Linked DNA regions of Mus musculus: regions 2, 3, 4, 5, 6 and 7 are each linked to region 1. The links are chromatin contacts, called in public promoter capture Hi-C maps. All regions are on one chromosome and are shown on one strand. Each heading gives the region's core, a stretch centred on a gene start, on an enhancer-like site or on the middle of the called end of the contact. The rest is flanking DNA. Distances are from core to core; before and after follow the strand shown. Region 1 holds the start of Ctsd (cathepsin D). Region 2 holds the start of Fadd (Fas (TNFRSF6)-associated via death domain). Region 3 holds the start of Ccnd1 (cyclin D1). Region 4 holds the start of Zfp511 (zinc finger protein 511). Region 5 holds the start of Echs1 (enoyl Coenzyme A hydratase, short chain, 1, mitochondrial). Region 6 holds the start of Spef1l (sperm flagellar 1 like). Region 7 holds the start of Ppfia1 (protein tyrosine phosphatase, receptor type, f polypeptide (PTPRF), interacting protein (liprin), alpha 1).

Region 1 (4,200 bases), core at 586-3,085:
GTGGATGACTAACAGCAGAATTGCAGGGCCTGAACACACTGACCCTTTACTGGCTGGAGAGTATAAGAAGCAAGCCTGGTGCAAGAGGCCTGAGACAGGCAGAGAGGGAGAGTATAATCTAGTATGGTGGGAGAACTCAGGAATTCTAGACACTATGGCCCATCCCTGAGGTCTGTCAGGTGAGGGGATCAGAAAGCACACACCTGAGCTTTCATCCCTGAGCTTTCCAGGTCCAGTGGGGTAGCAGCTACAGGACTGGGTGCATCTAGGTATTCACTCACACAGACTATATGGGGAAACCCAGGGACAGAGGCAGCTAGAATTCTTTGCAGAAAATGGACTGCAGAGAGCCCCTGGAGGTCCCCATCAGTCTCTTACCCTGTGGCTTATATGAGCCACACATGAGCACAGCTGACCGCTATGTCCTGCCTCCAGTCATGCCGACACACATCTAATGGATGTCTCTATTGGCACCTGAGCACCCTGCAACACTATTTATGGCAGGGCTGGGAGAGCCAGCATGGTGCCCCAGAGGACCTTTCCCATTGCCCACCCATGGTCCAGCAATCATCTCTAGATAGCAACTCTAGGAAGCAAATGGCAACTCCAGGGCCAGACCCTGTCTCTTGGGCTACCAAAGAATAGTCTTAGATTCAAAGGAGTAGAGGGTCAGATTCCAAGATCTTAGGGCAGCTCTCGCCCTCACACCCAAGCTTTAAGCAATGTGTGGAGTGCTGACTGTGGAGGCAGGATCCAGGCTGTGGTGACCCACGTGTAGCTATTAACACTGACCCTGAGTGGAGAGCCTTGGCAGAGGTCAAGTGCCCAACTTGATGTAACTTGATGGGAATTGTAGCTTTGAACCTGGGGAACCAGAACAGCTCATGTGTCCATGTGTAGAGTGGACTTAGAGGCATCCACCTCCTCAATACAGGTAGAACATGTCCAAAAGCGCTCCCGGGATCAGACCCTGGCAAGGCTCCTCTGCGTTCCTGTCCTTGTATGGACACCACCTCTCAGAGAGGACATTCCCCTTAAATGCCTTTCTGGGCTCAGCTCTCCATGATGGAGAGCTGGACTCTGCCTCTCTCAAACAGCACCCAATTCATTTGCTGACACCAAGCAGGGCATTAAAGAGTGAAGTAGTTAAGACCCAAGTGGCGATTGCAACCCTGGTCTCATCTCACTGTACACCCTACCCCTTGTATCAATAGATGCATAGTCCAGGACTAGGCCTGCAATCAACATTGCTACATTATGGAATGTGCATGTTAGGTGTTCCAGCTTAAATAAAAAGGGTGTTGCTCTGGGGAGATGAGTAGGTAGTGGAGCTTTGAAGAGGGTGAAGTTTGCTGGTCCAAGAGTCCAGAGAGGCTCCAGGGAAATTCTCAAGGAGGAACAGAGCTGAAAGAGAAAAGGCTTAGGTTTAAGCTGGCATCCAGGAGAGGGTCAGGGCCCAATCAGACAAAGACCACATCCTGGTAGTGGGCACCCCAATTATGCAAAAAAGACAGATTAAGGGAGGGGCGGAGCTGAGGGCAGGATCCGCCCCTCTGGATGCTTCCGGGCCTGCCTGGTCTTCCTTCCCCCACGTGACCTGTATCCAGTCATTCTCCGGTCCCAGGAAAGTGGGCGGGCGCGTTCCCGAGAGCCGTGCGTAGGCCTGGAGTAGGGCACGCCTGCGCCCGGGCAGTGTTGGAGGCGGGTTCGGGTCGCCCCGCCCCTCGCCCGCGTCTCACGTGACCCGTTGAGGGCCAAACAAGCGGGTCAGCTGACTCCGCGGGACTGCGGCGTCATCCTGCCTATAAGCCGGCGACCTCTGGCTTTAAGCTTTGCTCTCTTCGGGCCGCCGCGACCATGAAGACTCCCGGCGTCTTGCTGCTCATTCTCGGCCTCCTGGCTTCGTCCTCCTTCGCGATTATCAGGTGAGGACCCGCTCTGGGTCCGGAGATGCGGGGCTCGTCACCTGGAGTGCCGCGTGCTCCGGCCGTGCTGGAATGCACCTGTGCACCCAGCGCAGCCTTCCTCAGGGTCCCACAGACTATGGGGCGAGACACTCAAAAGGCAGGGGTCTCCTGGGCCCCTCTCCACTCCTATGACTCCTATGGTCGAACAGGAGGGTACAGTAGGGTGGCCACAAGTGGGTCTGACTCCAACCTCGCCTCTGTGTGTGTGTGTGTGTGTGTGTGTGTGTGTGTGTGTGTGTGTGTAGCGGGGCGGCCGCTTCTGAGGAGAAGTGCTGCCCCATGGATAGGATTCTGTTGAACCCAGCTGTGGAAGTTGGAAAACCTAGTAGGCCCTTGCCCCCCTGAACTTCCTCAGGCCTTTCCTTTTAAGGGACCCTGTTTGACAGCTGTGCACTGGTGCATAGCCCTAGAAGTTTACTCAAAGATGATCCCCCCTGTCCTGGGTGGTGAATCTCTCCTCCTCCCTCCTGAGTTGCACAAGTCCCAGAGAGAGAAGGTATGGAGTGGCCCAGTTCAAATACCTTGGAGCTGAGGTCTACCCCACTGGGGACCAGGCCCTTCTCAGGCCCGTGGACTTGGCCTTTGTGCTAGATGAGGTCTTGGTGGTAGCCCGTGTGTTTTCCCACTCTGTGAGTCCCTGGTCGTGGCAGGTGGCTGAGGCCGTAGGCTGCGGGAGTAGAGCTGGCTCTGCCGGCTGGGCACCAGGGTTGGGTGGGAAGGAGCCCAGTCTGTAGGCTGCAAGCTGTGGGTGGGTAGCCTCAGTGGAGCCATTGTAGGGAGTGGCCTAGGCTTGATCCTGCCCTGGGCTTGCCTGCCCTGCCCTCAGGCTTCTCTTCTCTGGGAAGAGGTGTTGTGGACTCCAGGATCCCTGAGACTAGGCACCAGAAACAAAGCCACACTCTTAGGCTTGTTGGCATGTTTCCTGACCTTTGCAGGGTGTGTGCCTCCCCTAAGCCCCAGGCCAGAAGCCTGCCTCTTCCAGCCCACTACTCTTAGGCAAGACTCCTATGTCTCTCAGAGCATGCACTGTGCATGCCAGGAAAGGTCAGCTGTGACCTTGGCTACAAATCCCTGGGCAGAGAAGTTTCAACAAGTGATTACAGATCAGCTCTCCTTGGGAACAGGAGCAAACTGGGGGTGGGGGGTGGGGTGGTGGTGGAGAGGTGACCTGGAGGGCAGGGCAGGGACCCCTCTCCCTCTGCTATCTAATGGTGGCGTCCCCTATTTAGTTGTCTGCATCAGGGCTGCAGGGAGCATATAAGGGCCTTGAGTCTGTGGTGGTAGGGCATGTAGGTTTCTTGGGTGAGAGTTGCCAGATTGTGTGCAGGGATGGCTAGGGAGAGCATGAGGAGTTGGTGTTGAAGCCTCTTGGATGGTTAGGGGAAGAACCTCCAGGGACTGTCCAGGATGATAATGTCACTGCAGGCCTGGTAGGGGTGGTTGGTGGGGCTCCTTTTTGTAGAGTCCACGTGGGAACCGATGTGGCTAGGGGCCAGGTTCAGTGGATCAACCAGAGTCCCATGGTGCACCTTGCTTTGGATGCACCTGTTCCTCCTCCTCCTCCACCTCCTCCTGATGTAGGATTGGGTTCACCAGGGCACCAGGTACAAGTGCCTGGCCACACCCTAAACAGAACCCACTAGCCAGTAACCCAGGTAGGCAGACAGAGCAAGAGCTGGCCCAGTATGTGCTGTTTGTTTCACTCTAGGGTGACTGAGAACCACCTGACTGGGGTGTGGTTGGTGAGGGAAAGGGGTGGGCACACTAGCCTATCCTTGGACATGAGGAGCGAGCTTCTGTGACTGAACCTGAGGTGTCTGTGGTAGTGATAGGATGTCCTTAGCTGATTCAGTGGGTCAGTGGGCCAGTGGGCCTATGGCTTTGGGGCAGGAGTTTGTGACATGTTGTGGCCATTTTGAGATATTTAATTTGCTAGAGGCACCTAGGTGCATGCCTGGCTGGCAGTCATTCTGTACTAGAGGGCTGCCCTGGCCCAGCCTGGGGTATTTTGGGGTGGGAGGTTGGAGGACACAGCAGTCAAAGCTGGGTGCTAATACCTCTGTCCCATCTTGACAGAATCCCTCTGCGCAAGTTCACATCTATCCGTCGGACTATGACGGAGGTGGGCGGCTCTGTGGAAGACCTGATCCTCAAAGGCCCCATCACCAAGTACTCCATGCAGTCATCGCCTAAGACCACGGAGCCAGTGTCAGAGTTACTCAAAAACTACCTG
Region 2 (3,789 bases), core at 997-3,496, 2.2 Mb before region 1:
GTTCTCCCTGCTGTAGGAGCAGCCAACGTGGAGTATGGTGGCATGACTAGGAATTGCATATGCTCTGGGCATTTCACAGCTGTGAGGTGGGAACCTGGCTCTGTAGCACCCTGCTTCTGTATGTCCTCTTCTCTTCTGGACAAGGATGGTGGAGGCCATTCTTGAGAGGCGTGTTCTGGTCACCGCCACCAGAGAGGCTTTTTCCCCTTTATTAGCACAATGGAAAGAAAAATACATGCACCTGATTTTATCAAAATTATGAACTTTTAAATTGCAGGATCTTATGAACAGACTGGAAAAGTAGTGCACATGATGTGGAGGTGTTTACAGAACACACATCTAACAAGAGATTGACATCCAGAACAAAAATAAACTGGACCTGGTGGTGCACACCTGGGAGGTGGAGGCAGGGGGATCAGAAGCTTAAGGGTCATCCTGAGCTACATGGTGTGAAGGGGAGTAGTTCTGGAGCAGCCTGAACTACATGAGATCTTGTCTCAAAAGAAACTACCATAGAGGAAAAACTATAGACTCAACAACTATAGGCTCTCCAGGGAACCCCCAGACTTTCAAGATTGGATTCTGACTATTGAGGTTTCCAGCTTCTGGGATTGAATCTCCTCTGCATTTACAGGATACATACACTCAGCCCCCTCAAGTAAGCCAGTCCAGTAAATTCACTTCTGTTGGTCTGCTCCCCTAAAGAGCCCTCCCCCAACCTAGTAAAAATGTGTTCGTGTGTGTGTGTGTGTGTGTGTGTGTGTGTGTGTGTGTGTGTGTGAGAGAGAGAGAGAGAGAGAGAGAGAGAGAGAGAGAGAGAGAGAGAGAGAGACTGTAGTGCCCAGCAGAGACCAGCAGAGGGCCCCTGATTCCCCTGTCTGTAGTTACAGACAGTTGTAAGCAGTCCTGCATAGTTGTTTGCAACCAGACCCAGATCCTCTGGAAGAGTAACAAACGCTCTTAACCTCGAGCCACCTTTCCAGCCCCATTTGTCATTCTATACAGCCTCAGCTGTCTGTCTGGGCTACAGCGTGAGACCCTGTCTCAAAAATCAACCAAAGCACTGAACTTTAAATGGGTGAATTATAAGTCAATCTAAAAAAATATAAGTCAACCCTGCTGGGTATGCTGTGCATAACTGCGCCCCACTAACCTGGAGCTCAGCCATTCAGCTAGAGTGCCTGGCCACTGAGCACCAGGAATCCATCTGTCTCTGCCAAAGTTGGGGTTTCAGATGGGCACCTCCTTGTTCGTCTTTTTATGTGGACACCAGGATCTGAGCATGGGTCCTCAAGCTTGGGCAACAGGCACTTTTTAACTCATGAGCAGTACTTGGGTGTGGCTGTGGAATCAGTGTATTGTTAACGAAAGCTCAAAGCAGGGCAGTTAGTGTCTCTACAACCTCCGGCACACATCAACTTTTTCTGATGACAATATTCCAAATCCTCTCTTCTACTCATTTTAATATACATATTATTGGCCTGGGGGAATGGATTGGCGGTTAAGAGCACTGTGTTGCTCTCACGGAGAACCTGGATCCACACAAGAGTTCACATCCAAACGGAACTCTAGTCCTAGGGGTATCCATGCCCTTTCCTGTCCTCCGTGGGCACTTGAAGACCTGTAGGAGCACTAAACCACCTACAAATGCTCATACATATACCAAGGAATATTTAATGGTTTTTATATGTACGAGTATTTTGTCAGCATACCACAAGTGTGCTTGCCAGAAGAGGATGTCAAAGCCCCTGGAACTGGAATTACAGATGGTTGTAAGCCATCATGTGAGTGCTGGGAATTGAATTCGTGAAGGTCCTCTGTAAGAATTGCCAGTGCTCTTAACCCCTGAACTGTCTCTCCAGCCCATAAGTAACTCCATCCATCTCTCTCTCTCTCTCTCTCTCTCTCTCTCTCTCTCTCTCTCTCTCTCTCTCTCTTTCCTTCTTTCCGGTGATAGAACATGATCTGGCAGCCGTAGGCATCTGCAGCTGCTCTTCCAGCCCCCCCCCACACAGTAGGGCTGCGCAGCTCCTCAGAGCCCCAAGAGGATCCACGTTACACTTCTGGTGAACAAGATCTGTTCTGCCTCGGGGTGAGAAACGCGCGCGTAAGCTGAAGTCAACGCAGCTCAGCTGTCAAAGCTACTACAACAGCGGATGCCAGCCCGGGCGGAAGCGGTTACAGCCACATCCGAAGCGCATGCGTCTGATTTGGACATCCCGCGAGACGCTGGGCGGGAAAGCCTAAGGTGATTTCCTATGTGGGATCGCTGAGGGGCAGCCCGGCGTACCACTGCCATGGACCCATTCCTGGTGCTGCTGCACTCGCTGTCCGGCAGCCTGTCGGGCAACGATCTGATGGAGCTCAAGTTCTTGTGCCGCGAGCGCGTGAGCAAACGAAAGCTGGAGCGCGTGCAGAGTGGCCTGGACCTGTTCACGGTGCTGCTGGAGCAGAACGACCTGGAGCGCGGGCACACCGGGCTGCTGCGCGAGTTGCTGGCCTCGCTGCGCCGACACGATCTACTGCAGCGCCTGGACGACTTCGAGGCGGGGACGGCGACCGCTGCGCCCCCGGGGGAGGCAGGTGGGCAGGGGGCGGGGAATGGGCGGGGAGGCCTGGCCTCAGTGCACCCTCCACTGGCTCCGACTGGGATGGACTCTAGGGCACGCCCACTTTTTTCAACCGCTTGAGCCGGAAGCTGGGAGGTCTTGTTTCTTACTGGCAGTGCCAAGGTTGAACCCAAGGGTTCGTGCCACTTGCCCAACCCCAGTATTAACTCGCCTCAGACCTGCAGTGCTTCGTTGGAAAACTCAGCTAAGAAGTGAATGTGACTAAGGCATCTTAACCCCAGTGAGGGTAGCGTTGAAGAGTGGGCAGAGGTCACGTGTGCCGGCTGCTCGGCACCATTTCCGTAGTGGGAGTGCCTGTGTCCAAGACTGCCCTTCCTGGCCAAGGAAAGATTGCGCGGCGGCTGTGCTCTCTGGTCCAGAGTGCAGTGTCTGGTTATCGGCAGTTACTTCTGTTTTGCGTAGAGAGGAGGCGCTATGCCTCCCCATAACGCACAGTGGATAGCAGCCACAGCTGAGCAACACCAGGCTGGCCTTGGGATGTAGATACAGATTAAGCATATATTAGACACTTGATCACTTGTGACAAATACTCGAGAAGCCATTTAAAGGGGCAAAGGTTTATTTAGTTCCTGGTTGGTTGTCACCGTTGCTCTTTGTCTACAGTGACACAGAACATCAAAGCAGCTGGAGGGCCTGTGGAGTAAAGCTTCCCACTGCCGGTGTGTGCAAGATCCACACGAAAATGGATTGTGTATTCACATCTCCAAGGCATTCCAATGTTTGTTATTGTTACAGGAATCCAGTAAAGGGTCTTCAGCCACTGCCCAGGGCTCCCTACAGAGATTACACCTTGCCTGTGTCTAAGCAGGGGCTCCAGAGTAGCACAGAGACAGATCTTTTGTGGTGTCTGGTCAAACCAGCAAAGGTCACAGTGTAAGATGTAGCTTTGGGGACTTTGGCCAACCCACTATTGAGCGGGGTGTTAGGGCAGCCCTGCTTTTTCCCTCTGACACTCCAGTCCTCAGTTGACAGTCTTCTAAGCCATAGCTCGCTGTGGCCCAGGCTGAGAATGTGGCTGGGCAGATCAGGCCACTTTGGGTATCTTGAAGTAGCTCCTGTGCTACTTAGTGTCAGCACAGGACCTGAGTGGCTTTGAAGTGATGTTGTCTTCGAAGTGCTCAGGCCCATGCTTGGTGGCCGGTAGGGAGACTTGCCCCAG
Region 3 (3,975 bases), core at 839-3,338, 2.6 Mb before region 1:
TCCAAGTTCTTTCTCTGAGATTCCTAAAGCAGTTGTCCCGGAAAGAACTCTGAATTGCAGCCCACCTCCTGGGCTCGGGATTCGGACAAGCAGGGTTTCCAGGATGGAGGAAGGGCGCTCCCCGCCGGGTCCCAAATTCCTGCGCCTCCCCCACGGGTTCCTGGACGGCTCTACACGCCCGCCAACCGGACTTGCACTTTTGCTCCTCTCCCTGAGCGCAGAGCTCAACGAAGTTCCTCGTGGAGATCTGCCCGGTCCGCCTAGTAACAGCACTGAGTCCGGATTGGCTCATGCAAATTTCAGTTTCCTGGTCTTTCCCGCGGTGGCGGTGGTGGGGGGTGGCTGCGGGTCGCTAGCCCGTGCTGCAGGGTGGGCGAGCCCCTTTATGCCCCGCTGCCCTTGGTGGCGCACCCTGGCTAGGCTAGCCTGCTCAGTTCGCAGGCACTCAGCCGCGGGTGATAGCGCGCAGCCCCATAAATCATGCTTACTGCCGCCCGGTAGGGATTTTATGAATGAAAAGGCAGCCTGGCCGCCCTCGTGCTTAGGCTAAGGCTCCCAGGCTTGGCGGGGCCTGTGGCCAGAGCAAGCGTGGGCACTCTGCCCGGGCCACCCACCACCTTCGGAGCTACAGTGGAATCACTGTCCCGAAGGGTCCGGACTTTAGGGACCCCAATGTCGGGGGAGGGGGAGCGGAAGGCATGAGCTCGGAAGGTGAGGGGTTTGCGTCTTGTGTGCCGCCTGGACGCTGTGCGCTCCTTTACCAGTTTCTTCTGGGACACGAAAGTATTCCGTGGGAAATGTGTGTGAATAGTTCGCCTAGCTTGAAGTCGGGTATTGTGAAAACGTTTCCAAAACTAGGGAACTAAATAATGGACGAAGGTGGTGGAACCGCTTTATTCTAAAAATATTTTATTTGAATCTATAAATTATAAACTTAGGAGTCCATTCAGTTAACCACGACCATCTATAGATTCTCTTTAAATATCACCTTATCGGCTCACAAGTTTATCTTGATTCTCACCAGCCGCCCCCCCCCTCCCCCAACTCAAGACTGCAATTCTAAAGGTGGAGAAACACCACCACCCTCAACGAAGCCAATCAAGAAGCTTCCGGTGGTCTGGTTCCTGGAAGGGCGACTAATAACTTGCAGCGATTTACTTTTCTTAATTAAAAAATAAATTAGGAAGGAGCCTATCGTGTCTCAACCTTTTCTTCAACGGTTTATTTTTCTTGGGCAAACCGCCTGCAGTGGAGGAGGGGGATACTGGGGGACCCTGGCCAGGATAAACCGGTCACTGTATGAAGACAAATCTCAGATCCCACCCCACCCCCCCAGCGAGGAGGAATAGATGAAATAATGGCCACCATCTTGAGCTGTTGCTGGAATTTTCGGGGTTTTATTTTATTTTTGAGCGAGCGCATGCTAGGCTGGGGATCCTTTAAAGTTCAGATACCCCTCTGGCCCTTTGCAACCACCCCAGTGCGCCAGGATGGAGCCTGCACGAGAGCTTAGGGCTCGTCTGGCATCTTCGGGTGTTACACAGTTCCTGAATTTTACACGTGTTGATGAAATTGAAAGAAGACAGGGACGCTGGGATTTCTAAGCAATGGGTCCGCCTGTGGGTGCCTCGTGGCGTACTCGGAAACGCACCCATTCTCCCGGTTTAAGAACAGGGTGTCCTTGCACCCCCAGGCTCCCCTTCCATACATTCTTCCTTGGCTTGCGTGTGGCCTGGCCTCCCTCCTAGCTGTCCTCCTGTCCAGAGCCGCCACTACCCCACCTCCACAGGTCTCGGAGGACCCTCTTAGGGAAAGAAGCCCCCCTCCCCCTTGCCCCGCTCTTTCCCAGTTTGGAGAGAAGCAGTCCGAGCGATTTGCATATCTACGAAGGCTGAGGGGGAAGGGTTTGGGCTTGCCCCCCCCCCGCCGCCCCCCCCCCTCACTGCTCCCGAGCCCCCTCCCCCTGCACCCGCCTCGGCCCTCCCCCTCCCCCTTTTCTCTGCCCGGCTTTGATCTCTGCTTAACAACAGTAACGTCACACGGACTACAGGGGAGTTTTGTTGAAGTTGCAAAGTCCTGCAGCCTCCAGAGGGCTGTCGGCGCAGTAGCAGAGAGCTACAGACTCCGCGCGCTCCGGAGACCGGCAGTACAGCGCGAGGCAGCGCGCGTCAGCAGCCGCCACCGGAGCCCAACCGAGACCACAGCCCTCCCCAGACGGCCGCGCCATGGAACACCAGCTCCTGTGCTGCGAAGTGGAGACCATCCGCCGCGCGTACCCTGACACCAATCTCCTCAACGACCGGGTGCTGCGAGCCATGCTCAAGACGGAGGAGACCTGTGCGCCCTCCGTATCTTACTTCAAGTGCGTGCAGAAGGAGATTGTGCCATCCATGCGGAAAATCGTGGCCACCTGGATGCTGGAGGTAAGAGACTTTACAGGCTGCTAGCTTGGGACCCCCTGGCAACTTGTTGCTATCACCAACATCTTCCTCCCTTCTCTTCCCTTCCGTCACGGAGTTTTCCGGGTGCGTTGCTAGGACTCGGTATTCACAAAATAAATAGATTGGGTCCTTTTGAACGAGGAAGGTTTGGGAGTTGGGAAGATGGGAATTCCTTTTCCTGGTGGAGGGCAGTCGGGGAGGGGTGCCTTCGAGGGAGGACGGTGTCAGCGACACCACAGAGGGTGCAGGCTGAGCTTCTGTGGCCCCCGCTTGTGCCCCATTCCTGCAGCGCCTCGGCGGGGGCCGCCCCTGCGCGTTTCGCCAGCTCAAGGGGGGAGGGGGCATAAATTTGATTTTTAAATTAATATCCATGGACACGTATGCAAGGGCCGCTCGTGCCAATATTATGCGCCATCTTTGCTCCTTTATTGCAAAGCAAAAAGTGTTTATTAATAATTGGGGGCAGGGCAGGGAGCGGCAGTAGGGGCGCTGGGACAGGCACGAGGGGCCTCGTGGCGGCCGGGAATCACTAAATAAGACAGTGTGAGGAATATTTGGGGTGGGGGATTCTTTGTTCAAACAGCGGACCTGGGTACCCCGCACACGCTGCCTGGCCCAGAGAAAACGCCAGGCTGCAAGGTCGCGTGGCCCCCTAGTCAATGAGACTGACTGTTGTGCGTGCGGTTCTGGATTTGGAGGAACCTGTCTAGGTCAAACTGGGGGCGGAGGGGGACAAAAGCACATTTTCAGATGTTCAGCAGGAGACTCAGGGGTCCCAAAATATTTTAAAATAATTTTTAAAGTGAGGCATAATGCCCTTGTAGAGGCAAACAGCGCCCGCACCCTGCAAAAGGGGGGCCCCCGGAGTTTGAGTTGCTGGAGCTCACCCCCCGATGTCCACTGAGCTCCTGACCCTCGGCTTGGATCAAGGGTCGTCCGATGGTTATTTTCAGGTCGTTTTTAGGCACCTAGTTATTTTTTAAATATTTTTAAATATTTTTTGAAAAGATGACGTCTGGGAAATGCAGCGCGGCGGCCTGGGACGCCACCATTGTGTCTCGCGTGCGCTCGAGCGGCGCCCAGCCCCCGGCGCCCCGCCAGCCCCGCGGTGGGGTTCTCTGGCTTGTGGCTTCCTAATTTCAACAGGGGACCGGGGTCTCCGTGGCCACCATTGCTTCGACCGGCCCCGCCAGCTGCCCAAAGACTTTCCCTTTCAGTTTCAGGGTGGGTGGGCACTGGGAACCCTCGGAGCAGGAGCGCATCCCAGGGAGTTGGCCACCGGAATCCCTCTCTGTGCAATCTAGGAGAAGGGAATGGGGTCGTATCGAGCGACGCCCCCCTCCCACGTTGACGGTCAGGGTCCGGATCCCCGCAGGTCTGTGAGGAGCAGAAGTGCGAAGAGGAGGTCTTCCCGCTGGCCATGAACTACCTGGACCGCTTCCTGTCCCTGGAGCCCTTGAAGAAGAGCCGCCTGCAGCTGCTGGGGGCCACCTGCATGTTCGTGGCCTCTAAGATGAAGGAGACCATTCCCTTG
Region 4 (3,615 bases), core at 252-2,751, 2.4 Mb after region 1:
AGAAACCCTAGGGGGTTCCATGGGAGAAGTGTGAAGAGCACACAGGGGATTCCATGGGAAAAGCACACACACTTGGGACAGTCCCCAGTGCCCTGCTGGTAGCATCAGAGGGCCATGGAAGACACCACACCAGCACAAGCACTTGCTAGCACCTCACCCTCTGCTCTGTTAGTGTCCTCACTAAGATTTGATTACAGTGTCTGTTCCCAGGCTTAAGACTGGGGACAGTCACAACTGGGTCCCTCACGTACCCTCTGTTCGTCTTGGGCTTATCAAATCGGAAATCCGCAGGGTACAGGTGTAGCCTCACCATGTGATCCTTCCGGTCTTGGCTGGTCTTGAACTTCTCTGGGCAGCTTTCAACCAAGCACTGGTACTACAAAGAATAAAGTGTCACCTCTACTCTCACCCTGCCCTAAGCCCTAATCCCAGTCACCACTGCAGATGCACCCAGTGCAGTCAGCACCCACCATGTCTTGCCTCTGGGCCAGGATCTGAAACAGAGAGTCGTGCCATTCCAGGATGTGGACATCCAGCAAATGCCCAGAGGGGAAGGCACGGTTGCAGAAGGAGCAGGTGTTTCCATGCATCATGTGGTAGTGGTGCTGGTAGTCTTCTATGGCGGCAAACACTTGGCAACAGCCAGCCACCTGACAGGTGAACTCAGGCACCCTGGGAAAGGAGGTGTGTCTCTTGGAAGAATGTTTCCCCCTTCCCCCAACTATCCCAAGGCAGGAATTCCGGCGGAACTTCTTACCCATATTCCAGCTGAGCCTGAAACAAGAAGAGCGCTTCTTGTGCCACCCCAAACCTTACTAACAGACTAGGGGAGGGAAGTCCAGCCAAGCCATGCTCCTGTTAGGGCAGGGTGGTGCTAAGTGGATGCTACTCGGGTGTCAACTGGGAGGGGTCGGAGTCCCAGGGTGTAAGCGGACGAGAGAGGAGGAATCAGGATAGCGCTAGCAAGCCGAGTAAGGCCTCGAAGCCAAGGTGCTCACATGGATTTTTCCGGCGTCTCGGACACTTGCGTGAGCATGTCCTGCAAGTACAGGTGCCGCTGCACATCCCCATCCTACAGAAGACACGCGTCAAGAGCTGTGGGTGGACTCCGGCATCGAAGCCACGCCCTACAGCTCGGAGCCACGCCCCAACCCATAGAGCTGTGTCCAGCCCCTTGATCCGGTCCACAGGTCCGGTCCCCACAAGCCCCGCCCACAGCGACAGTCTTGCTTCTAGGCCCCTCCCTGTGGGGCTCAGGACATCTTCCGCCCGGGTTGTCACGCACCTCGAAGAATTCGTGATCCCGCGGGAAGCGCACGGCACGCGGCGCGAATCGGAAGGGTGCCTCCCCAGCCGCAGGGTTCCTCTCCACGGGCAGCGGTTCGGCTGCCCCCGGCTCCCCGGCCAGGCGGGAATATAGTGCAGGGGGAAGCAACATCACCACGGCCGCCGCGGCCCTTCGGCCACCGTCGGAGGGGTGGTGACGGACGTGACGTCTACTAACTTCCTGTGGCGACCCTGCGGGGCGGGACGCGACGCGCGGAGGTGAGTCAGGGCTGGGTCTGTGTTGTGGCGGGAACTGGTCGGAGAAGGGCGGGGCTGGAGCCGGGCGCGGGATCGGGTACCGGAGCCAGGCTGGCCTGCAGCGGGGAAGAGCCTGATTCTCTTGGGCCTCTGCCGCCGGCGGTTCCGTCCGCCAGCCCGGGCTTGTCTCGCTCCACGGTGCGACTGCCTCTCTGGCTCTTTCAGTCCTCTCCAGGAGTCCAATTGGAGGCAGTGGCCTTGGGAAGTTCGTGGTTAGTGTGACTCCTCTCTTGACAGCCCCGCGGTGACTGCGGTGCTGGCCTGCGGGTTTTCTGCATCTGCTGCTGGTGCTCGGGGTTCAGGGGTGAAGGGATCAGGGCCTGCTGCAGTAGAGACAGGTGTGGAAAGAAACCCTAACCTAAACAAAAAGACGATCGAAACGTGCGGCTGACACTTTGAGGGGCTTTAACTTTGCTCCTCTACCAAAGTAGGTCACCCTCCCCCAGTATGAATATAAGTGTCAAGAAAGAAGGGACGCTACTGTTTAATAGATACAAATGAAAGCCTTTTGGGATTATTCTCCCTCTCTCTCAGCCCAGGCCTTGCTCGGTCTGTTTCTCTTTCTCTCTGTTCTGGATTCTTCCAAATGTCTCTGGATGTTTTCTCTCTTATTTATAGTAAAACCTTCCCCCTAAGGAGAGGGACCTGGGGAGCAGGGAGAGGCACGGGCGGGGGGGCGAAGAAGAGAAGGAGGGAGGGATGAAGGAAGGAAAGCCTTTCTGTAATTAAGCCCTGGAAATGAGCGTTTCTATGTCTTTAGACAGCTGCTTATGACCAGGCGTGATATCATCTCTCTCACTTTTGTCTCTGTAAAAGTATTTGGATTCTTGACATTTTGCAAATGATAAAATGTTTTTGACAGGCCATGTCTTGGTTAGGTGTTTTGTTTTGTTTTTTGTTTTTTGTTTTCGAGACAGGGTTTCTTTGTGTATCCTGGCTGTCCTGGACAACTCACTTTGTTAGACCAGGCTGACCTCAAACTCAGAAATCCACCTGCCTCTGCCTCCCAAGTGCTGGGATTAAAGGCATGCGCCACCACTGCCCGGCTTGGTTAGGTGTTTTGTTTGGGGGCTTTTGTTTGTTTTTTACTGTGTAGTCCTGGCTTGTTCTGAGACCAGACTGGTCTTGAACTAGGAGATCTGTGACTGTCTGTGCTTCCTAAGTGCTGGGGATTAAAGGTGAATGTCTCACACACACACACACTCACACACACCCAGGCCAGCCTGCTTTCTTGCTCAGGGGGTGGCACCCCCACACACAGTGATCCAGGCCTTCCCCCATTAGTCATCAATCAAAGAGATGCCCCATAGGTATTGATTACAGGCTAAATCTGATAGAAACAGTTTCTCAATGGAGATTCCATCTTCTCAGATATGTCTAGGTTTGTGTCAAGTGTACAAAAGCCAACCGGCACAGGCTGGTTTTATTATCTAGGAGCCTGTAGTGGTTCTCAACCTTCCTAATGCTTCGACCCTTTAATACAACAGTGCGTGTATTGCTGACCCCCAACCATAAAACTATTGCCTTACTACTGTTACGAATCATCCTGTAAGTACTTGATATGTAAGATATCTGACACGTGATGCCGGTGGAAGAGTTGTGGGGTCTTGACCCACAGGTCGGGAACCTCTGCTCCAGAATCTTCCCTCTTCATACCTCTCTACCTCCACCCCAACTTTGTTTTAATCATTGGCCGTTAAAAGTATGCACCTGACTTGCTCATGATTGGTTATGCCAGACTTGCTAATAAATAAGTTGTGCTTCCTCTAGAACATCTGTGGTGATTAATAGAGATAGATACCCAGGGATGTCAGAAGGTCAAGCAGGCAGGCTGTTAAGACTCGGTCAGCCTTCTTTACAGGTGTACCTTTCAACTGTAGCTTTGTCTCCCTGTATGTAGGACAATTGTATTAACATGACTGTCCCTGTCCCTTGCCAGGTAACTGCCAAGAGTGTCTCTCCTGAGACATATCTAAAGGCTTAAAGGAAGCTATTTAGAGATGAGAGAAGCCCCCTTTCTTGTAACTATCT
Region 5 (4,141 bases), core at 403-2,902, 2.3 Mb after region 1:
TCTCTGAGCCATCTTTCCAGCCCAGTATTTGCAGTTTTTAAAGCATCCCAGAAAACGTGTGTGTGTGTGTGTGTGTGTGTGTGTGTGTGTGAGAGAGAGAGAGAGAGAGAGAGAATTATATCAGTTCTATTCCTTTAGAGAACCCTGACAAATACAATATTCTCACTCTTTAGGTGTTTATTCCTTTGTCCCTAAACTCAAGAGAATATTAGGCACCTAACCTCAACACCAGTCCTGGGTTGTTAAATAAATTGTGTTTGAGACATTTCATTTTGGAACTACTGTCATGGTTGCTTAGCCTATGCTAACACAGAGACCTGGAGCAAAGGTTTGGTGGTGGTCTGTTTCTGTTTATATTCTATCTTAGTCTTGAAATAAAGTTTGCTGACTGTTCTATTCTGGTTTGGATTGTTTTCTTTAAAGTATTGAGAATCCAAACCTACTCCATCTTGGGACCAGCCTCTATCTAAAAGAAAAAAAAAAAAAAAGCCTGAGAACTTGACCTACAGAAGAACCCAGGTTGTACCCACGTACCAGGAAAGACCCCATGGCTTGTCCTTGGCCAGCGTTACTCTGTAGCTACTTCCTAACAACAGTAAAACAAAGACTAGCCTGATTGTTTCAGATGCACTTTCAGACCCTTTGTGACTGAATACAGTCGGCTTACAATAGACCTTCAGTTAGATACTTTCCAAGATGGACACCCCCTCTCTTACCTTCCATTTCTTGTAAAGCCCTGTCCAGATGAGAGTTCAAGGCTTCTCTGCCTTCCCTTCCTGTCCTGCTGTGTCAGGGTTGAGTTGGAGGAGAGGGCCCAAGCCTGAGCCTGTAATAGAGACCCTAATACTATTACATCGAAAAGGCTCCTTGGTGGACTTTTGGGGTTCACAAACTTCCCGGCATAACAGTATCAAGCTTGCTTTTGTCTGGAGATTCTGTCCTTTATCTCTATCCTAGGGTTTGCAGGACCAGGGCAAGAATACAAATGAAGGCCTGATAATACTTGCTAAATATTTTTAAGTTATAATTCAAGATAATTTACGTGAACAAAACATTGGCTTTCTTTTAAATTTATGTGAAATCTTCTCATCTTGTAAAATCACAGCTATTTCTAACCTGGTGTTATGAAGCTAGTCAGTTGTCATGTAAAGAATACCTCTGGAGCAGGGTATAATGGCTCATGCCTTTAATCCAAGCATTTGGAAGGCAGAGGCAAATGGATCTCTGTGAGATTGAGAAACAGCCTGGCCCATAAGGAGGGTTCCAGCCAACCAGGGCTATGAAGTAAGACCCTCACACAAAGCTAAACAAAACCGTCTTGCACTTTACCGCTTTATGCTTTATTACTGTATCTGTGATCGCGTCTTCCCGTAGTTTTTCCCCTGGTCAAGAACGAAAGCATACGGCCATCACAGGGGAAAGGGCACAGCCATGTCTCCCAGTCTGGCTTCGTAAACCGGGCACCCGCCAAGGGCACACCACCAAAGTGATGCAATTAACAGACTACTCCAAGAACCGCAGCCCAGCACCCCACGCTGCCCCACCCCGCCCTCTGTACCAGCCCGCTCAGGTCACGGGTCCACCCCTTAAGCTTCCGTCTTCATCCCGCCTGGGATCTGGGGCGGAGCGATTCTGCAGGCGGGGCGATTCTGTGGGCGGAACACATCGTCTCTCCGCCATGGCGGCCCTGCGTGCTCTGCTGCCCAGAGCCTGTAGCTCACTGTTGTCCTCAGTCCGCTGCCCAGAACTACGGCGCTTCGCCTCGGGTGAGTGCGGACACCGGCGGGGTGCGTCACCCCACCCACGTTGGGTGGTTTCTCCACCCATAACCTCTGGGTGGTCCCTAAACCCCGGCCTGCACGCATCCTCACTTGATCCTGGCCCTTCTCTCCTAACTCTAGATCTTTTGTCTGACCCCCTACTTCCACAAGCATGCACTCCCAACACTTGACTCTGAAGTACCTGGACCCTGGATTCGAGTACGCATCCCCACACTAAACCCAGATTTCCTGCAAGTGACCACTGACTCTAGCTTGGTGATCTTCCTTCTGAGCCTCCAACTCCAGCGCTCGACTGACCCCTTCCCAATTCCTTACCCCGTTCCCCGCTCCTCAGTCTGACCTTAGTCTCACCTTACAAGCCCAGCCAGATCCTAGCACCTCGAAGCCATGTCTAGTGGGAGGGCTCTGGGTGTAATAGCTTCTCAACGCTCGAACTTTTATGAGTGTCAGCTGGGAACATGCATGTTGGTTGTGAAATCCCATGTGTTTAGGTAGCTTTAAGAGAATGTGAAAGTAGGTTAAGTAAGACAGCCTGGGTATTGGGAAAGGTTTGTCCATAGTGCCTCCTGTCTAGTCTCTGCTGTTTCCACAGTCTCTCCTGATCGTGTCCTTCAAGCCACCCAATCAGCGTAGCCCATACCGACACACCCACTTTCCTTCCTAGCCAGCTGAATAGTTCCTCCCTTCCCACTCCTTGGCTCAACTCCTCTACAGACTTCTAGTACTCCACTGTGAATTTTTTTTTAATATTTTTTATTTAGTATTTTCCTCATTTACATTTCCAATGCTATCCCAAAAGTTCCCCATACCCTCCCCACCACTCCCCTACCCACCCACTCCCACTTTTTGGCCCTGGCGTTCCCCTGTACTGGGGCATATAAAGTTTGCAAGTCCAATGGGCCTCTTTCTGTTGATGGCCGACTAGGCCATCTTTTGATACATATGCGGCTAGAGTCAAGAGCTCCGGGGTACTGGTTAGCTCATAATGTTGTTCTACCTATAGGGTTGCACCTTTAGCTCCTTGGGTATTTTCTCTAGCTCCTCCATTGGGGGCCCTGTGATCCATCCAATAGCTGACTGTGAGCATCCACTTCTGTGTTCGCTAGGCCCCGGCATAGTCTCACAAGAGACAGCCATATCTGGGTCCTTTCAGCAAAATCATGCTAGTGTATGCAATGGGGTCAGCGTTTGGAAGCTGATTATGGGATGGATCCCCGGATATAGCAGTCTCTAGATGGTCCATCCTTTTGTCTCAGCTCCAAACTTTGTCTCTGTAACTCCTTCCATGGGTGTTTTGTTCCCAATTCTAAGAAGGGGCAAAGTGTCCACACTTTGGTCTTCGTTCTTCTTGAGTTTCATGCGTTTAGCAAATTGTATCTTATATCTTGGGTATCCTAAGTTTCTGGGTCCACTGTGAATTCTTAACCACGTTCTGGGGCAAGGGTTCCTCCTGAATCCCAACCTGGATTGGCTGTCATGTCCTGCTTCCCGGAATGGTAGACAGCCTACTGTTCAGTAACGTACCTCACACTTAAGTTACAACGGAACAAATCACCCAGAACACAGACCTTCACTCTCAGGTTTACCTCCCTCACCTTAAGTCTGTGGGCTGCACTCCCCAAGTCTGAGCTGGTTGGCCCTCCAGATCTCCTAGAACAAATGGTGCATTGGATCAGTCTCTGTCCCACCAGGCATACTGCTCCAGCAGGCCCGGGCTCTGGCTGGCTCCCGCCTGCTGTCTGCTCTGGAAAGTGCAGGCATATGGGGAGAGGGTGAATGTTCTGTGCTAGAGTTTTCCTTTTCGTTCCTTTGATCGTTTGTTGAGACACTATCTCACTATGTAGCTCTGGCTGGCCTGGAACTAGACCAGGTTAACCTGGAACTCAGGAAGATGCACCTGCATCTGTTTCCTGCGTGCTAGGGTTAAAGGTCTGTGCCGCCGCCACCATGTCTGGATAGATCATATCCAGAGCTACAGGCTGGAGCAGTAAGCATAGTACACAATTCCCTGTCAATACCTGTTTCAGTACAGAACTGATAGAATGAATATATATATATATATATATTATCTATTCGTTGGGAGGGGGGGTATTAGAGTGGCTTACAGGTTGTGGTCTGAGTAGTCCAACAATGGATGTTTCCTGAAAGAAAGGCCAAGGATTCAGTAGTTATTCAGTCCAAGAGACTAAATATCTCAGCAGGCCCAATCTGATTTTGGAGTCCAGAAAACTGCTAGAGAGCTGAGGGTCTTAAGTGTATATTGGAATCTTGAAGAACTAGGTTCAAACACCAGAGAAGGAGTGCCTTAAGAGTAGATTAGTTACCTGGTGGTGGCACACACTTTTAATCTCAGCACTTGG
Region 6 (4,109 bases), core at 1,605-4,104, 2.4 Mb after region 1:
AACAAACAAAAATAATCCTACATCCCGGGAATCTTTGCCACTTAAACACTAACAATTGCCACTGTCTTATGCTATAGTGATTTTTTCCCTGCTTTTTTGTTTCGTTTATTGTTGTGTGCATGATGTGTGTGGGCACGTGTGCCATGGCGCTCATGTGAAGATCAGAGGACCACTCTGTGAGGTTGACCTTTACCTGGGTTCTGGGGTCAAACTCAGGTCACCAGGTTTGTGCAGCAAGCACCTACTAAATGATCAATCTCAGTGGCCCTTGCTTCTTCTTCTTCTTATTATTATTATTATTATTATTATTATTATCATCATTAGTATGGGGGTGGTGGTGGTGTGTGTGTGTGTTGTGGCGTGTGCATGCACATCACAGGATGCAAGAAGGGATCAGAGGACAACCGTGTGGAATTGGTCTACTTCCACTTTTACATGGTTCAGAGACTGAACCATATCACCATGCTGACAAGCGCCTTAACCCCCTCAGCCATCTCACAAGCCCCTGGTTTTTTTTTTGTTTTGTTTTTGTTCTTGTTTTTCTTGTTTGGTTTGTTTTTTTAGATAGGCTTTCACTCTGTAGCCTATTTTAAATGCTATGGAACTCACTATGTGGCCCACACTGGCCCTTAAGCTCATGACAGTCCTGCTGAGTCAGCTTCCTGAGTAATGGTTTTATGGGTATGAGCCATCACACGTGTGATTTTCTGTTTTTCCTTTTTTTTGGGGGGGGGGGCGGGCTAGGAGGATGATTTTATTTCTTTTTCTTACTTTTTTTTTTTCTTTTGAGACATGGTATCACTATATAGCCTTGGTTGGCCTCTATGTAGACTGGGCTGGCCTCAAACTTATAAAGTTCTGCCTGCCTCAGACTCCTGAGTGCTGGGATTAAAAGCATGCACCACTGTGTCCGGCCAGGGACTAATTTCAGACTTATATAAGAGCTGAAAAATCCCTTTAATCCCAACACTTGGGAGGCAGAGACCATTGAATCTCTGAATTCAAGGCCAGCCTGGTCTACAGAGTGAGTCCAAGATAGCCAGGGATATACAGAAAAACCTTGTCTCAAACAAAACAAAAGGAAAAGAAAGAAAAGGAAGAAAATGTCATCCTAGTCACAGTCCCGGCAGGCAGAACGGAGCAGGGTACGGGAATCCTGGGCAGGGATGAAAGGAAGCTGGGGGGGGGGGGGAGGGAAAAATGTGTCTAAAGCCCATCATGCCATGTTACCATCCTCTTTAACAATGTGGAAACAAAACGGGTTTTCCTAGTTAATTCTTTCCTTTTGAGCTTCTAAAGACCCATGTTCTGAAAGCTTCAGGGCAATGTGTGGGATACTGGGGAGGCCGCAAGATGATTGGCTGGGACAGTTAGCCAAGAAGAGGAGCTCTGCCAGGTTCGGGCTTTATCTTCCTAGCGGTGAGGCCATGCAGATGTTTCCTACTGAGCTGCGTGCAGACAGAAGCCTTCCAGGCTAGGCTGGAGCTGAGCAGGACAGCCTCAGGATGAAGCTAAGGGCCGTACTTGGCCTACTTAGGAGATGCTCTCAGTCAGCTGTGTCTGGTTCCTCCCAGGTCAAGCCAACCTTTGCACCCCCGACACCACCAGTCAAGCCCGGGACTGGAGGGACGGTGCCTGGAGCAACTCAGGTGAGCCTCAGAGGGAAGGGGAAGGGGAAGGGGAAGGGGGAGTCCATCTTGCAGGAACCCTCCTGCTGACTGTGGCACTGTTTCGGAGGGTGAGTGGCTGTTTTCATTTTCTTAGCTGGTAAGTTTTAGTGACATTTGAAAAAAAAAAAAAAGAAAGAAAAAAAAATCCTCAATAACAGGCTTGATGTCTGCTTTATAATTTGCCAGAACTTTCCAGTGCTTGCGGCTTTCGGGGGCTATGGAATTTTCCTTTTCATATGGCTAGTCTACAGTATATATGAAATGCTAGTACAGTCATCTTGTGAGGTCGGGCCCATTCTGTTGTTAGGGGAAGTGGAAGTCTAAATTTAAAGAACTGGCAATGGGTATTTTCAGCTGGACCTCTCTCTTATCAGGTCCTCTTTAATATCGATTTCCTTTTTTTCTTGGCAGGGAGCTGGTGAGCCAAAGGTTGCTCTGAAGGTCCCCATCCAGAAGAGGTGACCAGCTAGGGCACCCCAGGGCCATCGTTTGTGGACGTTTGGAGATACCACTGCTCCTATAAATGTGTTCCTTCAGCAACACCACAACCACCACCCAGGCTGGACCTGCACACGCTGTTCCTACCTCAGGAATAATCTTTCTGTGGCTCTTGCTGTCCAGATGCCCTCATGAACCAGTGGCCTCTCACTGGCCTTGGCCAGCTTAGACCATACATCTGCGTATGCTAGTTGCTAGGCAGGGGCGGTGTACCCTGCAGTGGGCGTGATCAAGTCTGTCTGTCTCTGGGTGGACAGAATGCCAGGAGTCCCCTCCCAGCAACTTCTGCACTGGCCCTCACACAGTGACCTCTCTCCAAGGCACAGTTCCTGTATCTACATCCCACTCGTGTATGAGACTTAGGAAAGGAAAAGACGTCGTTCTTGGGGTGTTGGGACAAGAAGTTGCCGTCATCTCCGGATTGAAACAGATTAGTTGTTGAAATTATGACTAAACACTATTCACTAATAAAGATTCTATTTTATCAATAGATTATAGATCACATTCTACATGGCAGTTTGTTTTTATTACACCAGATCAAACAATTTCACCTACCATCTCCCTTCGTTTTTTAACCATCCACCTTGATTCAGCCCGATCTCTGGGCGTGCAGGAGGACCAATCCTTCCTGGGATCGAGGGAGGGACCAGCGCGGTTAGGGCCCCGCCCCTTCCGGCTGTGCCGCGTCTCCCAGCAACGGTCCAAACCCGCCAGGTTTCTTCCGCTGTGTTTCTCTGCTGCACACCCACTTCTCTGCCATGCTCAGTGCTTCCAAGCCGAGCTCAGCTTCGTTCCTGCCAACGCCTGGGGATATTCATAACCTCTGCGCCTGGCTGGACCGGCTCCCACTCAGCCGCCCCAAGCGCCACTTGGCTCGGGACTTCAGTGATGGTGGTGCGAGTGAGGGCGAGGCGCTATGGGGCGGATGATGAAGAGGACTCAAAGCTGAGGGCCACCCTTGCCTCCAGCCCCCTAGTACGGGTGTGGGTGTTGGGGGAACGGAGCGGTTCTTGAGTCCAGACTCGTGCTCCTTAGGAAAGGTAGTAGCAAACAGGGCCTCCTGTGGCTCTTCCAGCTCCCCCTGGGCTCTCACGCTGTATTAGCTTCCCAGGCCATCCTACCACTTGGTCTGACCTGGAGTCTAGGTGCCGTGCCAGACTCGGGGACAATTATGGGCTCCCCAGGAAAAGCTCGTGTCCTTCCCACTCCATTCCATGCATCTCATGTGGTCAGGGATTACAGTTGCAACCCAGGGTCTTGACCAGGCAAGCCAAGTTCCCCTCGCATTCCCACAGTGCTGGTGGCCGAGATTGTGAAGCACTTCCGCCCTCGGCTGGTGGACTTGCACAGCTACGTCCCAGCCTGCAGTACAGACCAGAAGCTGAGCAACTGGAGCCTTCTCAACAGGCAAGGCCTGGGAGCTCAGCCCACCTAGGTTGACCCCGGGATGCTCTCTCCAGCCATGGGTCTCTGACTGCCTAACTGTGGGTCCTTGCCTATAGAAGAGTACCACAACCAGGGGTACTAGGGCACTAGTACCCCTAGTACCACTCCTGGGGGTGCTAGGGCAGCCTATCAGCTAGCCTGCTCCCTTACGGATCAGTAGAGTTTTACTTCACCTCCCCAAATGTCCTCAGACAAGACTCTGCCTGTGTATAATAAGTGATCTCAAGGACAGAGTCGGGCAGATATGTCTGATGTAGTCCAATCACAGAGGGCCCTCGGGAAGTGTCTGAGCAGAGCAAGGTGGAGAACCTGTGTGGGCACCCCCAAAAGACTGGCTCAGATTGGAATAGAAACATTGCTGGGCTCAGGCCTGGGTCTAATCTCATGGGCTTATGTTTGAGAGGGAAGAGATGAAAAGAGACCTCAAGGGAGATGATCATGCTGAGAGGGCCCAGCTGCAGGTTTCCAGGTACTGTTGAGCTGTCTCAACAGGAT
Region 7 (3,615 bases), core at 66-2,565, 2.2 Mb before region 1:
GCCTCCCCAGTGCTGAGATTAAAGGCGTGCGCCACCACGTCTGGCTTGAGCATTTCCTCAAATCCAAACCTGAGATCAAGGCAACTGAGAACTTGTGTGCAGTGGCTGATAGTCCTTAAAGACTTTGCTGCTTCTATTTACATTCTGACTTGTTTTGTGGAAAAAGGTCTCATTATATAGATCGGGCAAAACTCAGAGATCTGCCTGCCTGCCTCTGCTTTCTGAGTGCTAGGATTTCAGGTGGGCACTATTGTGCTTGGTTATACTTGTAACTTGACTTTGTAATTAATTACTGACTTCTTGAAACAGGAATCTGCCCATGTAACCCTGACTGTCCTGGCTCTCTATGTAGCCTATACTAGTCGACAGTATTCTTGCCTTGGCCTTTGGAAAGTTTTATTGGCTTTTCAGTTATGGTTGATGATCATTTTGCTTTGGTTTCTGGACTATTTTATTGGCGTTAATTAAAAAAAAAAGTTTTAAAACAAGGTCTCAGTATGTACTCCTGGCTGTCCTGAAACTCACTATGTAGACAAGGCTAGCTTGAACCCAGAGATCTGCCTGGGTGCTGGGAATAAAGGCGTGTAGCACCAAGGCCAGCTAGCTTTTTATTTTTACGTGGAGTCTGGGAAATGGAACTTAGGTTCTAATACTTGCAAGAGTGACTGAGCCCTTACATTTTGTTGTTGTTGTGTGTGCGCGTGTGAATGTGAGCACATGTATGCACCCACACGATACATGTGTGCAGGTCAGAGGACAACATTCAGGACTATGTAGGTTCCGAGGATCTACTGCAGGTCTTCTGGGTCCTAGGGTTCGAACTCAGTCGTCAGGGTTGATGGCAGTAGCCTTTGTTTGTATTTTACAGGCAGAGTCTCCACCTTGCTGTAATTCTCCTGCCTCAGACTTCTGAAGGGTAGGCATAGAGGTAGAAGGTACCTTGCCCGACCTGTCAGCACTTTCCGGTTTTGCAGGTGGTCCGGCGGGACTCCCCAGAGGTCTTGGGTTTTGAGGGGGGGGGCGAGTGCTCAGGTGACGTCGGCGTTTGGGTGACGTCAACACACACACACTGGCGTGAGAGCACGGAAGCAGGACTGCGAGCTGCGCACACCTGCCAGAGATCTTTACCGGTGTTTCCACGGTCGCCCTGTCTCCGCAGGGGGTTGGCCTGCCGGGGGCGGGGCTAAAGCGAGGACTAGCCAATTGGATCTCCCGATAGACCGCCCGCCCACTACCGCGGATCTAGCGCATGCGCACGGCCCCGCGGCCAACCTCTCCCGCGGGGGGCGGTGCTGACGCTCGCGCCGACGCGCCGGACGTCGGGCACGTTGACGCCGGCGACGCGCCGGGCCCGGTTCTCTGCGCTCGCTAGTGTCCCGCGGCGGCGGGCCGGCCTTCGTGACGAGCGGGGCGGCGGGCCCGGGGGCCGGGCGAGGACGCAGCCGCGGGGCTGCGTGGGTCGGCCCGCAGCCGGCCGCCGCCCGAAGGCCGCTTCATAGCCCCGGAGCCGCGCCCGCCGGCCAAGGTGAGGGCGGGTGGAGCGGGCCGCGCTGGGTGGCGGGCCAGGGTCGGTGGGGCCGGGTCGGCAGGGTCAGTGTGCGGGGGTCAGCAGAGCCAGCAGAGTTGCGGCTAGCCTGGCAAAACGGGTTGATAGCAGTTAGGTCCGAGTTCGCTTAGACTGGCCAGAGTAAGTGAGGTTGGGGGCAGTGAGGCTGTGGGGTCAGCTGAGCCAGGCCGGGGCAGCGGGTGCTGCTCAGATGCACCTGCAGCGCCTTCTGCTTCATCCTCCACCCTGTGCCCTGACAGCATGCAATCTCTAGTTCCATCTCACCTTTTCCTCCTCCTCCTCCTTTTTTTTTTTTTTTTAACCTAGCCCTGTTGTCCCGACTTCCTAGATTCCCAGTGTGGGTATATTTTCTCTTTCTGTTCTTTTCCCCTGTCTTTGACTGTGAACTTATGTAAGTTGGGTTGGCTGACCAACCGTTACACAGCAGCAGGCCTTTGCTAAACACTTCTGTCCAGACTTTAAAAAGCCAATCCAGTTGCTTTTTCCGCTGATCACCAAATATCCAGCCCCACAAGTCAGGGTGCCTGCTAGTCCTTCCCAGGAGCTGACTGCACACATTCCTGGAGGATGCTTGGGTCCATAGTGCTGGTGTTTTGTCAGTTTCCAGTCTTCTTCTGTGGTTGAGGGACTGTTTGGAATCTCTCTTCCTGAGGAAACTGTCTTCAGCTGTTAAATGTGGATTTTAAACAGACCCCCACTGGTTGGAGGTGAGCATCCCAGCTCCTCTTGCTCCCAGGACTGTCTCCCCCAATCTGCTCATTATATTGACCTGTGCATGCTACTTCCCAGAGTGTGTGCATCCAGAGTGGATGATCGTCACGGATAGCTCTGGGGCTGTCAGCCTTTTTCTCATTAGCCACAGGTGGTGCTCAGAAAGCTGCAGGTTTGTGGAAACTCTTGTTCTGCACCTACTGATTGTGGTCTGTACCGTTCCTTTTTCAAGATGATGTGCGAGGTGATGCCGACCATTAGTGAAGCAGAAGGCCCTCCAGGAGGAGGTGGGAGCCATGGGTCAGGCTCCCCTTCACAGCCAGATGCTGATTCGCATTTTGAGCAGCTCATGGTTTCCATGTTGGAAGAACGGGACCGCCTTCTGGACACACTAAGAGAGACACAAGAAACACTGGCATTAACCCAGGGGAAGTTGCATGAAGTTGGTCATGAAAGAGATTCTTTGCAGAGGCAGCTCAATACTGCACTTCCACAGGTATGCCCATCAAACTGAAATCAAGGAAGGTTTCTGCCTTTAAATGTCTGCAGGACTGTCTTGTTAGTGTATTAGCTTGCTGGCTGCTTTGTGTAACCACTTGGGAAGTGATGGTTCTGATGTTTTCTGAGCACTGGTAAAATTCTCAGGAATTCAATTTAGGGGAAAAAATGGGGATCCACCAAAGCCATGTGACCACACCACTCCACTGTCATACCTCTTTGGGAAACTGCCTAGATTTAGGAAAGCACTTAAATGTTTTTGACAGGGGGCTATGAAGCAGTTGAGCTGTGTTGAGTGTCCCATTCTGTCTTAAACTTGTCCTTGTCTGCTGTGGATCTGTGAGGAGTGGATCTCAGGGTTTTTTTATCTTATCCCTGGTTTATGTCTTGTGGACTTCCAATTTCCTAGGGAAATCTTGTGGATAAATAGAACTCATTTCATGGGAAAAATTTATACAGGCTTTCTCCAGAACATCTGTGAGCTGTAACTAAACTTTGTTTCAGGGGAGAAAGGATTGAAAATTGAATCCTGAGGCTCCTCTTCCCAGGCAGATGAGACTTTCAGAGCTTGAAATACCTACTGTGTCCTTAGTATCACATTTAGATTGGTATGCTAGAGCCTCCTCTTTTGGAGTTAAGTGGTATAGGAAGGAGAAGGCAGTATAGCCAGCAAAGCCCAAGGTGAGAGGCAGGCATGTGGAGCAGGGGTTGCTTAGATTCCTGCTGACAGCCCACTTTACTGGTTCATGATGGGCGTCTCCTTGGTGCTCAAGGAATCTGCACTTACGCTCTTGTGGTGTGTCTGCAGATATCAGTTAGCAAGTCAGTAATGAGTGCCT

The links. Promoter capture Hi-C pulls out the DNA fragments that hold promoters and counts their contacts. Capture Hi-C pulls out chosen DNA fragments and counts their contacts.
Region 2: a contact with region 1 is called in a promoter capture Hi-C map of pre-B cells, with 2.3 times the contacts expected there. The contact joins the promoter of Fadd here to the promoter of Ctsd in region 1. A contact is called at or near these places in 3 of 39 promoter capture datasets (the C10 cell line, liver and pre-B cells).
Region 3: a promoter capture Hi-C map of embryonic stem cells shows a contact between it and region 1, with 5 times the contacts expected there. The contact joins the promoter of Ccnd1 here to the promoter of Ctsd in region 1.
Region 4: a promoter capture Hi-C map of adipose tissue shows a contact between it and region 1, with 3 times the contacts expected there. The contact joins the promoter of Zfp511 here to the promoter of Ctsd in region 1. A contact is called at or near these places in 1 of 484 Hi-C or Micro-C datasets (B cells) and 1 of 9 other capture datasets (adipose tissue).
Region 5: a contact with region 1 is called in a promoter capture Hi-C map of pre-B cells, with 4 times the contacts expected there. The contact joins the promoter of Echs1 here to the promoter of Ctsd in region 1. A contact is called at or near these places in 2 of 39 promoter capture datasets (liver and pre-B cells).
Region 6: a contact with region 1 is called in a promoter capture Hi-C map of neutrophils, with 5 times the contacts expected there. The contact joins the promoter of Spef1l here to the promoter of Ctsd in region 1. A contact is called at or near these places in 1 of 39 promoter capture datasets (neutrophils), 1 of 484 Hi-C or Micro-C datasets (neutrophils), 1 of 115 datasets of contacts at active chromatin or transcription factors (bone marrow-derived dendritic cells) and 1 of 9 other capture datasets (adipose tissue).
Region 7: a contact with region 1 is called in a promoter capture Hi-C map of liver, with 3 times the contacts expected there. The contact joins the promoter of Ppfia1 here to the promoter of Ctsd in region 1. A contact is called at or near these places in 2 of 39 promoter capture datasets (hippocampal neurons and pre-B cells), 1 of 115 datasets of contacts at active chromatin or transcription factors (bone marrow-derived dendritic cells) and 1 of 9 other capture datasets (liver).

Annotation. Positions count from the first base shown.
Region 1 is chr7:142,385,462-142,389,661 of GRCm38.p6, reverse strand. Ctsd (cathepsin D) reads left to right here and starts at 1,835. Exons shown (of 9, transcript NM_009983.3): 1 at 1,835-1,925; 2 at 4,044-4,200. The coding sequence starts at 1,858.
Region 2 is chr7:144,580,898-144,584,686 of GRCm38.p6, reverse strand. Fadd (Fas (TNFRSF6)-associated via death domain) reads left to right here and starts at 2,246. Exons shown (of 2, transcript NM_010175.6): 1 at 2,246-2,583. The coding sequence starts at 2,298.
Region 3 is chr7:144,937,944-144,941,918 of GRCm38.p6, reverse strand. It overlaps Ccnd1 (cyclin D1), which reads left to right and starts at 2,088. Exons shown (of 5, transcript NM_007631.3): 1 at 2,088-2,423; 2 at 3,817-3,975. The coding sequence starts at 2,226.
Region 4 is chr7:140,034,277-140,037,891 of GRCm38.p6, reverse strand. It overlaps Zfp511 (zinc finger protein 511), which reads right to left and starts at 1,501. Exons shown (of 6, transcript NM_027201.1): 1 at 1,286-1,501; 2 at 999-1,072; 3 at 471-672; 4 at 252-376. The coding sequence starts at 1,438. Tubgcp2 (tubulin, gamma complex associated protein 2) reads left to right here and starts at 1,218. Exons shown (of 18, transcript NM_001286007.1): 1 at 1,218-1,545.
Region 5 is chr7:140,113,932-140,118,072 of GRCm38.p6, reverse strand. Echs1 (enoyl Coenzyme A hydratase, short chain, 1, mitochondrial) reads left to right here and starts at 1,652. Exons shown (of 8, transcript NM_053119.3): 1 at 1,652-1,766. The coding sequence starts at 1,679. It also overlaps a transcript of Paox not described here.
Region 6 is chr7:139,977,500-139,981,608 of GRCm38.p6, reverse strand. It overlaps Spef1l (sperm flagellar 1 like), which reads left to right and starts at 2,854. Exons shown (of 7, transcript NM_001033465.3): 1 at 2,854-3,062; 2 at 3,464-3,575. The coding sequence starts at 2,927. Adam8 (a disintegrin and metallopeptidase domain 8) reads left to right here. Exons shown (of 24, transcript NM_001291066.2): 23 at 1,575-1,649; 24 at 2,082-2,677. The coding sequence ends at 2,132. It overlaps Gm16201 (a long non-coding RNA gene), which reads right to left. Exons shown (of 5, transcript XR_389973.3): 5 at 2,629-4,109.
Region 7 is chr7:144,551,429-144,555,043 of GRCm38.p6, reverse strand. It overlaps Ppfia1 (protein tyrosine phosphatase, receptor type, f polypeptide (PTPRF), interacting protein (liprin), alpha 1), which reads left to right and starts at 1,315. Exons shown (of 32, transcript NM_001195086.1): 1 at 1,315-1,525; 2 at 2,511-2,774. The coding sequence starts at 2,511. It also overlaps the pseudogene Gm35626.